Regions from separate parts of the Triticum aestivum genome. Here region 2 is linked to region 1. Evidence: chromatin contacts called from public Hi-C data. All regions are on one chromosome and are shown on one strand. The core of a region is the stretch at or near the end of the contact, and the rest is flanking DNA. Distances in the headings are between cores, read along the strand shown.

The links. A called contact is a pair of places that touch in the nucleus more often than the background predicts.
Region 2: a Hi-C map of leaf shows a contact between it and region 1, with 4 times the contacts expected there. The contact joins the promoter of LOC123071786 here to the promoter of LOC123066087 in region 1. A contact is called at or near these places in 1 of 5 Hi-C or Micro-C datasets (leaf) and 1 of 1 datasets of contacts at active chromatin or transcription factors (leaf).

Annotation. Positions count from the first base shown.
Region 1 is chr3B:691,821,786-691,826,232 of IWGSC CS RefSeq v2.1, forward strand. LOC123066087 (ethylene-responsive transcription factor ERF020-like) reads right to left here and starts at 1,840. Exons shown (of 1, transcript XM_044489239.1): 1 at 1,042-1,840. The coding sequence starts at 1,719. The coding sequence ends at 1,153. LOC123071789 (putative esterase/lipase HI_0193) reads right to left here. Exons shown (of 13, transcript XM_044495371.1): 13 at 4,336-4,447.
Region 2 is chr3B:691,494,251-691,498,697 of IWGSC CS RefSeq v2.1, forward strand. It overlaps LOC123071786 (protein TRIGALACTOSYLDIACYLGLYCEROL 5, chloroplastic), which reads left to right and starts at 1,911. Exons shown (of 4, transcript XM_044495368.1): 1 at 1,911-2,217; 2 at 3,510-3,684; 3 at 3,928-4,053; 4 at 4,139-4,435. The coding sequence starts at 2,079. The coding sequence ends at 4,024. It overlaps LOC123071784 (CLP protease regulatory subunit CLPX1, mitochondrial), which reads left to right. Exons shown (of 16, transcript XM_044495367.1): 12 at 139-243; 13 at 443-505; 14 at 590-712; 15 at 785-943; 16 at 1,094-1,377. The coding sequence ends at 1,162.

The DNA.
Region 1 (4,447 bases), core at 590-3,089:
AGCCTCCAATGAGGAGAACGGCAGGTGCAAGAGGCATCGCCGTCGTCCAATCGAAGAGCCGATCTGAGGTTTTGCTTAGAGCATACATGGAAGAATAGGCACGACGGCTTCATGAAGGACACGACGTCCGTAGACATCGCCTAGCCGACTCCGACCATGGGCCAAAGGCAAGGTTCTCGCCCGTTTGTGCGCACTCTACTACTCAGAACCGGCTGACCGCATAAGCCTCTACTAGTTGCAGCCCTCCCCACACTACGATGCCACACCGGGCCCATTGATACCCGCAACAGACATAGGGGTTGTTTGGTTCTAGGCCTAACAATGCCACACTTTGCCATACAATGTTGCCACACTTACCTAAGGTTAGTTCTTCAAAATGAGAGGCACAAGTTAAGCCTAAGGAAATCTTGACACACTTTTTTGAGTGTATGTGATGTGAGAACCCGGTGTGGCTTGCCTAATATGTGACTTGAAGCAAATACTCATCTAAGTTGGTCAAATTTGTCTAACCTTAAATATGACAACCTTAGGCAAACTTAGTCTCAAACCAAACCGCCCCAGAGTCCCCGAGCGGACCTGCCAATGTGTTGACAAGACAACATTTGGCAATTGCCAAACTTCCAAACAAAGTTGACATCAAGTGATAGCTAACTTTTTAGCTTTGACCAAACATTAGCAAAGGGAATTTTGACATCAAACTAAACTTGCTCTATGCTCTGACCCATCCTCCCTTGGCACTGGCAGGCAGGCGAAAAGGGTTTGCTGGTCATTGACCGGTCGCCATCCGTCCGTACCTTGGAGAAAGGAGAGCCTCAGCGATCCATGCCAGCTAGCCTGGTCAACCTAGGCCTGCCCGCAGGCCGCAGCGCCATTCATCAGATCACCCGAGCGGGGCCTCGCCTACGTGCCGGTGGCCATGCATACGAGCACTGTCGCCACTCACTGCTGCATACGCAGTGGCTGGCTACATGTCTCGCCAATTTCAAATGTCAACAGGTAGGTAGTAATCATTCCATATCGAACGTGCGCGCGGAAGTAATATTTTCGAATTTCAAATGGCTCAACCTTGCCAACTGCGACCGGTGTTCGATCTTTATTGCATCAGCTAATTCTACGTAGTACCGGACTACCGGTGATGGTGTATGCTCAATTTTACATCAATATCTCCATGTCGTCGACGCTGAGCTCGCCGGAGACAAGCTGCCCCCTGCTGCCACCGCCGCCAGTGGTGTCCCCGCCGTCCCCCGTATATGTGTACGCGTACGCGCCGTCGTGCTGGAACTCCGCGTGCCGCGCGTTCGCGCCACCCTGCGCAGCGCCTGCGCCGGCGCGCGCCTCCGCGTAGCACTGCCTGGGCGCGCCGTCCCGCGCCGCCACGAGCTGCGCGTCGGCGGCCATGCCGGCGTCGGACGCCACGCTCTGCACGGACCGCGGCGAGAGGGGCGCCACGCAGCCGGCGCCGTACGCGGCGGCCGCGCGCTCCGGGAAGTTGAGCCCAGCGGCGCCGTTGCCGCCGCCGCGGAGGAAGTAGACGGCCGTGTCGTGCGCGACGGCGGCGGCCTCGGGCGTGGCGTAGGAGCCCAGCCACAGCCGCTCCCTCGTGCCGGGCACCCGGATCTCCGACACCCACTTCCCCCACCGCCGCCGCCGCACGCCCTTGTACCGGCACCTCTCCTCCTCGCCGCCCCTCGCCGCCGATGCCTCCGCCGCGCTGCTCATCTCTGACCACCTTCCGAGCCTCTGACCTCGCCTCTTTCTCAACGCACGGCCGAGCTTCCAAGTGAACGTACTACGTACCACACGCTTATATACCAGTGAGAGGTCAACCCAAAAAACGAGTTGACCCTGCATGCGGAAGGATCGAATCGGCTTTGCGTTTGACCTTGTGAGCTGTGAGCAGTACTAATACAGCCGTGTGGTGATATTTGTGGTCGGCATGGGAGCAACGGGGTCAAAATCTTCAAAGGGTCAATCGTATGAACACGCACGTAGTGGTAGGCTCCCCAAGTCGCCGTCAGATTCTGTGGGGAACCCTCTTCTCCATCGCAGTCTACAGGCCTGAGTAGTTAGGAGTATTAATTAGGGACTGACTTTTAGCCAAAATGTCAGTACTATAACATAAATAATTATGCCACATGCGTATTTTATTTTATTTTTGAAATGGCGTTTTTAAGGTCTGTGCTAGCACTTTATATGATCTTTGAGCTTTTCAAAAATAATAATATTATGGAAGTATATTTCATGATAAAAAATTTGATGGATTTTTTTTAGTCAAAACAAATCATGATAAAAAACTAACGGTGTCTCCTCCGTCCAAAACATATTAGACATGCGTGCGTTTGTGCTTTTCACGATCTATCTCTAACCAACAATCTGATCAACAATATATGAGTTAGTAATCTAAAGTCATCGGATTCATACTCGAAAGTACTTCAAACTTTATAAAATTTGCATCAGATCACATAAATTGAGTTGGACATTATGTTACTTGAAGTGTAACTTTAGTAGAACTCGTGCGATTTTGCGTTTGGTAAACCTCGGGCAACTAAATAAATTGGTTTGTCGATTTCGCCATAGAGAGGAGACAACGCTCGAGGTTGAGACGAGGAGGATGTGGTGTCCCCTGCGGGGGCTCGCCGGAGAAGGGGCCGACGCGGCTCGTTGGGGGAAGGACGAGCAGGGGGTTCGCAGGTGCGGTATAGGGGTCGCTGGTGCCGGAGTTGGTGGGCAGGGTTTAGAGGAAAGTCGGGGGTGCAGTTGGTGGGCAGGGTTTAGAGGAAAGTCAGTGGTGCAATTGGTGGGCAGGGTCGGGTGGCGACATGGTGCCGGTGGTTCGGCCGACAGTATGGGGAGAAGAAGCTCAACTAAAGGAGCAAGATGCCGGGCAGCAATTGGATTTCATTTAATGGCAAAATGAATTGATTTTATCCAGGTAACTGGAAAATAGGTGTTGCATTGTGATTTATAGTTTTTTTTTATGGAGAGAGCCTTTATTTGACCAATATTAGCATGTTTGTTAGAAGAAGAAGAAAACAACATACATGTTGCTAAATAATCTTTGACCACCCTAATTTTTTTGTGAATAGCGAAAGTATAAATTTTAAAATGACTAGGTATGTGTCCGTGTAGCCACGGGAACCAAATATTTTTCTAACACAATATAAGACGACCATACGAGACAATTCTTGTTGCAGAAACAACTAGACAGGTTTTACCTCTCTGCATTTATTGCTATATACCATCGATTGACCTGGCTTATTGTGTTATCAAAATTTTCTTTGCCGAAATCCAGAAGTGGGTAGAAAACCGGGGAAGATCGATGGAGGGAGGAAGGTCGAAGGGATGATAGGGAGAAAAGTGAAAGATAAAACCCTACGTTCACATTGCGGTGTCGATTACCAAATAGTGCTTGTTTAATATATTTATCAGTTTAACTAAATCACATCTAGATGTGCTATAAGTATTGCACATTTAAGCCCTATATCATTGGTTTTACACTAAGATTCGTGCAAGCATCTTCTTTCTAGTTTGATTGAGCACTTAGATGTGCAATAACTAAGGCACACCCTAGACAGACCCTTTATTTATCTCTAATTGTAGATATTCTCACGACTGAACATAAAATAAGGAAGTCATTTTTTTTTTGAAGGAACTCATTCCTGGTCCGCTGTGACTTGAGTGGCATCTCGGCACCGTTTTTGTATGGTGGTCGGCTTTGCCAGCGACGGGACATGAAAAGAAGACGCACTCACTGCTTAACCGCCACTGGGCAGGGCGAGCATGTCTCGAACATGAAACATGCCGCCCAACGGCCCAAGACAGAACCGTGGCTCTACCAAATTAAAGCAGCAAGGTCAGGTCAATTCCGTCCCAGTCCCATTCTCTTCTTCTATCAAGGATGGCCGCTACCATTACACAAGGCTGAGGCTTGAGTGGCAAGCGACCAAGACGGCAATCTGCGTGCGATCGTTTTGAGGCAGGCCGACGCACCCAACACCGAGCACGTCGATGTCCGGCGCGAGGCTCGCCACTCCGGGCACGTTTACTCTCGCTTTCTCCCGCAACGTAAGCTCTGACGTTTTCAAGTGTCCACACGCACGCACGGCGAGCTTAATTTGACCTTTGAAGCGGTCCTGGTTCGCTCCTTTTCCATGCAGGACTGCTCTGGAGTGCCACCGGGTCCTGGCTCGCCTTGTTGAAGGGCACCGACTTTCAGGTCGGATAGCAGCCACTCGTGCCGCCCTTGTGCACCCACAAGTAGGCAGAGCCCTGCTGGCTGGTCATCGCCGGCGAAGACAGTACACGATCCCCGCAAAAAAAATGAAGAAGAGAGACTGTACACGCAGCTGGTACGTCCTTAATTACAAACTGCTTACAGTAGCTTCCAGTTCTCCGCCGTTTGTACAGCGACTCATTTATCCAGTGTATGACGAGATCGATAATTACA
Region 2 (4,447 bases), core at 661-3,160, 330 kb before region 1:
CATTTCAATATCAACTGATTGATTTATCGACAGCGCTTGTGATGTTCTGATCGTTTCCTCAGTAATTGGAGCAGCCTTTTATCTCACAAAAATATTCTTCACATAATCCTGAACATAAAATTCCATGCCGATTGGCAGGTTGAGAGTGGAGATCTTGCAAAGTTTGGCCTAATACCAGAGTTCATTGGACGCTTGCCCATTCTAGTTAGTTTGGCAGCTCTCGACGAAGATCAGCTTGTTCAGGTAAAAATGTAATGTATTCTTATTTGAGTATCCGCATGAGGTTGCTGGTTTAAGCTTTTGATGTCCTCCTTCATTCAGAATCATGTACTGTTCTTCTCCTTCACATAAACTAAATGATCCGACGTCTGTATAAGTTCTTGCACGATTTTCATATGGCTAGCCTGCTGAAGCTGACTGAAGTGATTTGATCTGCATTCAGGTTCTTACAGAACCAAAGAATTCACTTTCGAGACAATACAGGAAAATGTTTAGCCTGAACAATGTGAGTCCACTAAAACTTGGAAGTGATTATAGGCTTGCTTCTTTGCACTAATTTCTAACATTCTCTTTTTCCCCGATTCTTCAGGTTAAGCTGCACTTTACTGATGGTGCACTGCGAATAGTAGCAAAGAAGGCCATAGTCAAAAACACTGGTGCACGTGGTCTAAGAGCCCTCTTAGAGACCATTCTACTGGAGGCCATGTACGAGGTAGCTGCTTGCAGTTTTCTGTAATGAACGCTGCAAAATCGAGGCATACGTTCTGACATTCTTCGTAAACAGATCCCTGACGAGAAAGCAGGAAATGAGCGAGTAGATGCTGTTGTGGTGGACGAGGAGGCCATTGGTTCCATTGACAGGCCCGGGTGCGGGGCTAAAATTCTTCGGGGGGACGGCGCATTGGCGCAGTACATAATAAGAAATAACATTCCGAATTCACCGGTATGGTACCCAATTTGTGAAACACAGAAAAGTTACCCTATTGTCACATGCTATTAGCACAATATGTTTCTCTTTAAAATTGAAATGGAGAAAATAGCTCTTAACTTGCACTGCCTCTGTGCCTCCTCTAATGCCTGCTCTAACTTGCAGGAAACTAACGAGGCTTTGGCGGGGGAGCTCGAAGACGCGTACATGCTGTCAAGAATTGTTAGCTTGTGATTAACCTTACAGACACCGTATATTATGTAAAATGTCCTCTACTCACACCCAGTCAATTTAACCAATTTTCCTGTCATCTATGTTAAAGTTTGCGGTGAGGTCCGACGAGTGGAGATCCGGCCGGCGCGCCATTTGTTGTAATTGTTGATGTAAACAGGAGTTGCCTTTTGATCGAGCAACCACCCTGCTATAAGCAAAATGTTTCTCATTCTTTCTTTCTGGTGCCCCCCAGCCGGGCGGGCAGCTAGCTTATAGTTGTTGTTGGCAAAGGTGTACACATCAATCAGCCTCCTCACAGTTATAATAAGCAGGCGCAGTTTGCCCAGTGGCGTACAGGTTTCAACTTTCAAGCATTGTCTGTGAAAGAACATCCTGATGTTTGTCCTGCAGTATCTACATCTGTTCAAGCCTGTCGTTCTGGGATGCTGTGATTTCTTCAAGGAAAGCCGTACGATTCAAATTTGAACTAAAACCATGACAAGAATTATGGAACGTAGGGACTACTTTTCATGATCACTATCATATCAACGTTTAAGGAATCATGAATCTTCAGGTCAATGGTGCTAAAAGATGGTTCACACCCCCTGCAAAAAAAAAAAGATGGTTCACACCACACACAGTGGGTCTGAAGTCTCAGCTGGGCAGTTTCGAAGAGAGAGGTGCATGTCGAAGCGCAGCGCAGCGACCTCCTAACAACAAGCGCAAACCTTGGTGCGGTTGCGTAAACCCGGCGCGTGCACGGATCGCGAGGCTGATCGTGCGGCGAGGCGCGGCCAGACGGACCCGTTCAGCCGTCACTCTCGTCACCGTCCCCCCTCCTCCCCACCCCAGTCCCCAGTCGCTGAGAGAGAAGAAGAGATATCGAACCCTCCCGAACCTTCGGAGCGCGCACGGGGCGAGCGAGCGAGGGAGAGAGATGGCGTACGGCGGCGGCAGGAGGGGCTCGTCCAGGTGGGGCCTTCCGATGGTGAGGTCGGACGCGCTCGGCAAGCTGGGCCCCTCCTTCGGCATCGGCGCCGGCTGCGGCGTCGGCGTCGGAGTCGGCCTCATCGGCGGTACGTGCCTCCCCAGTTTTTACCTAGGCTTATTCCGCCGCCTCCTCTCTCCCTCGACCTCGAATGAATCGGCGATGGACATGGTACATGCTTGCCCGTGTTTAGTTTGGATATATTCAGTGCCCTCAGTCAGTGGCGAATAGAGTGCGGGGATTCGGGACCCGTCACGGTCACCGTCAGGATCAGGGTAGCTGATTCGAGTAATTCGATTCGAGACCACTACTTGTTTGAACCCTACAAACGTATCCTGCACTTCTAATCAGTCGCATGTTGTCAGCAGCTTTTGGAGTGGGAAGACTGCAGGGTTCAGGTAACTCAGGTGCGATAATTTAGGTCTGTATGTATGGAATATTGGGTTATGGATAATTCCCATGCTGTGGAATTCCTGTCAAAATCTGTGTTCACCCCGCTTCGTAAATAACCGTCGAAGTGTGTGTGTGCAACAGTGCAATGCTATAGGGCTCACTAGCAATCTAGCCCCTTCCCAGCCGCAACAAAAGGTTGAGTGTGGATGACTAGTTATGCAGAATATCTGCGTCTTTTTTTGGACAGGCACGCAGTACCTTTATGGGAATGCTTAAATAGTATGGGAGTGGTATATTCTAACAGAATGTTAGGCTTGCGAACGAAAAGGCTTCCTGCGAATATTTGTACACTTGAAATGTCATCCTGAAGCTTATTTGAAGTGGAAATTGCAGCTAAGATTCGAGAATTATATAGTTGGTATAGTAGCAAATCAACCACATAAGGGGATACAGGAAGGTAAATGTGGTCATCATGCAGAGCTCAGTAGACCACTCGAAAGGGAGGCAGCTACTCATATAACTTTCCAAAGTCTAAAAGATTAAAACAAATAAACAAGTACTGGTAATCAAAGATTTCTCTGATGTCAATATCTCTAATTCTAGCAGTAAGATAAGGCTGTTAGATATGCACATGGATGCTTGAAGTCATCTGCGCTATATTAGATTTCATCTTTCCATGCATCAAAGTATGGTTTGCTCCCCCCTTGATAAATATCTGCAACACTGCAAATATTGCCACATGCACCTGCTCCTAGTTGTGCCTCCCACTTTAATCAGTCGTGTTAGTTGTAACAAAATACAAGATGATATTGGCTTTCTAAATACTTCAGGGTTCATGTGGAGGGAATACCTTTGGGAAGAACGACTTATTTAGCCTACGGCTCTGAACACCATAACACAACTGGTTCTGCATATGTTGACTGCGGGCATTGTTTAACATCAAATTATCTTGCCTGTTCCTTTCTCATTTCTTATTTGGCTGAACAGGCGCAGGAATTGGAGCTGGATTCCCTGGTTTACAGCTGGGATTCGGAGCAGGCGCTGGATGTGGAATAGGAATAGGCTTTGGCTACGGTTTTGGAAAGGGGATTGCATATGACGAGAACGGAAAATATTCAAACATCAGGAGATCATTTCAGAACACCGGGAGCCTTCCTTACGAGTAAGCAGCAACTCATTCTAAGCTTTGTACTATCGCAAAAATGGCTCCATTTGGGCTTCTCCTGTTGCTCGACATGCTTGCATCCACAGAGGGGGCTTGCTTGACCTTGAATCTGCTTATATGTGTTATTATAAATGCCAATTGGCTGGTTCATTCATACATACACTTGATGTGAACTGTCTTTGACATGTCTGACTTCACATGTTATCTCATTCTTTTAACACGACGAAAAAAAATCTGCAGTCAGGAGTTTGATATCCTGTTTGACGAGGTGATGGAGAGCACCAGGAAGCTGATCAAAGCGACGACAAAGGAGATCGACAAGTGGAGGCGTATGTAGCGCGAACATCACACCACATGAACAAACAGGTTAGTATTTATCAGAAGCTTAACGCGCCACGTGGAACCCGAGACGACCTCCTCTTTGTCTGACGTTCCATCTGAATAATTTCAGGGATTCAGCGAGATACGCCGTCAGTATTCTACCCTCGTGAAGGATCAATTTCGTCAAGGCATGTGCGAGGGTGCGAGCATCATGTGACCGCGACGCCGTTCCCGCACCACCGGAATTGCGTGGCGTCGCTGTCGGTACTCGGTAGCATATATTGTTCGTCTGTAGAATCGCTGTTTCGCATTGAAATACTCGGGCCTTGCGCAGCATCGCCTCAAATCAAATCTTTCTCCGTGTCGTTAATCATGCCGTCTGTATTTAATTTCCTGATTAGTAGTCAACGTCACCTCGCTGGAGTCACTGCTGTTCGTA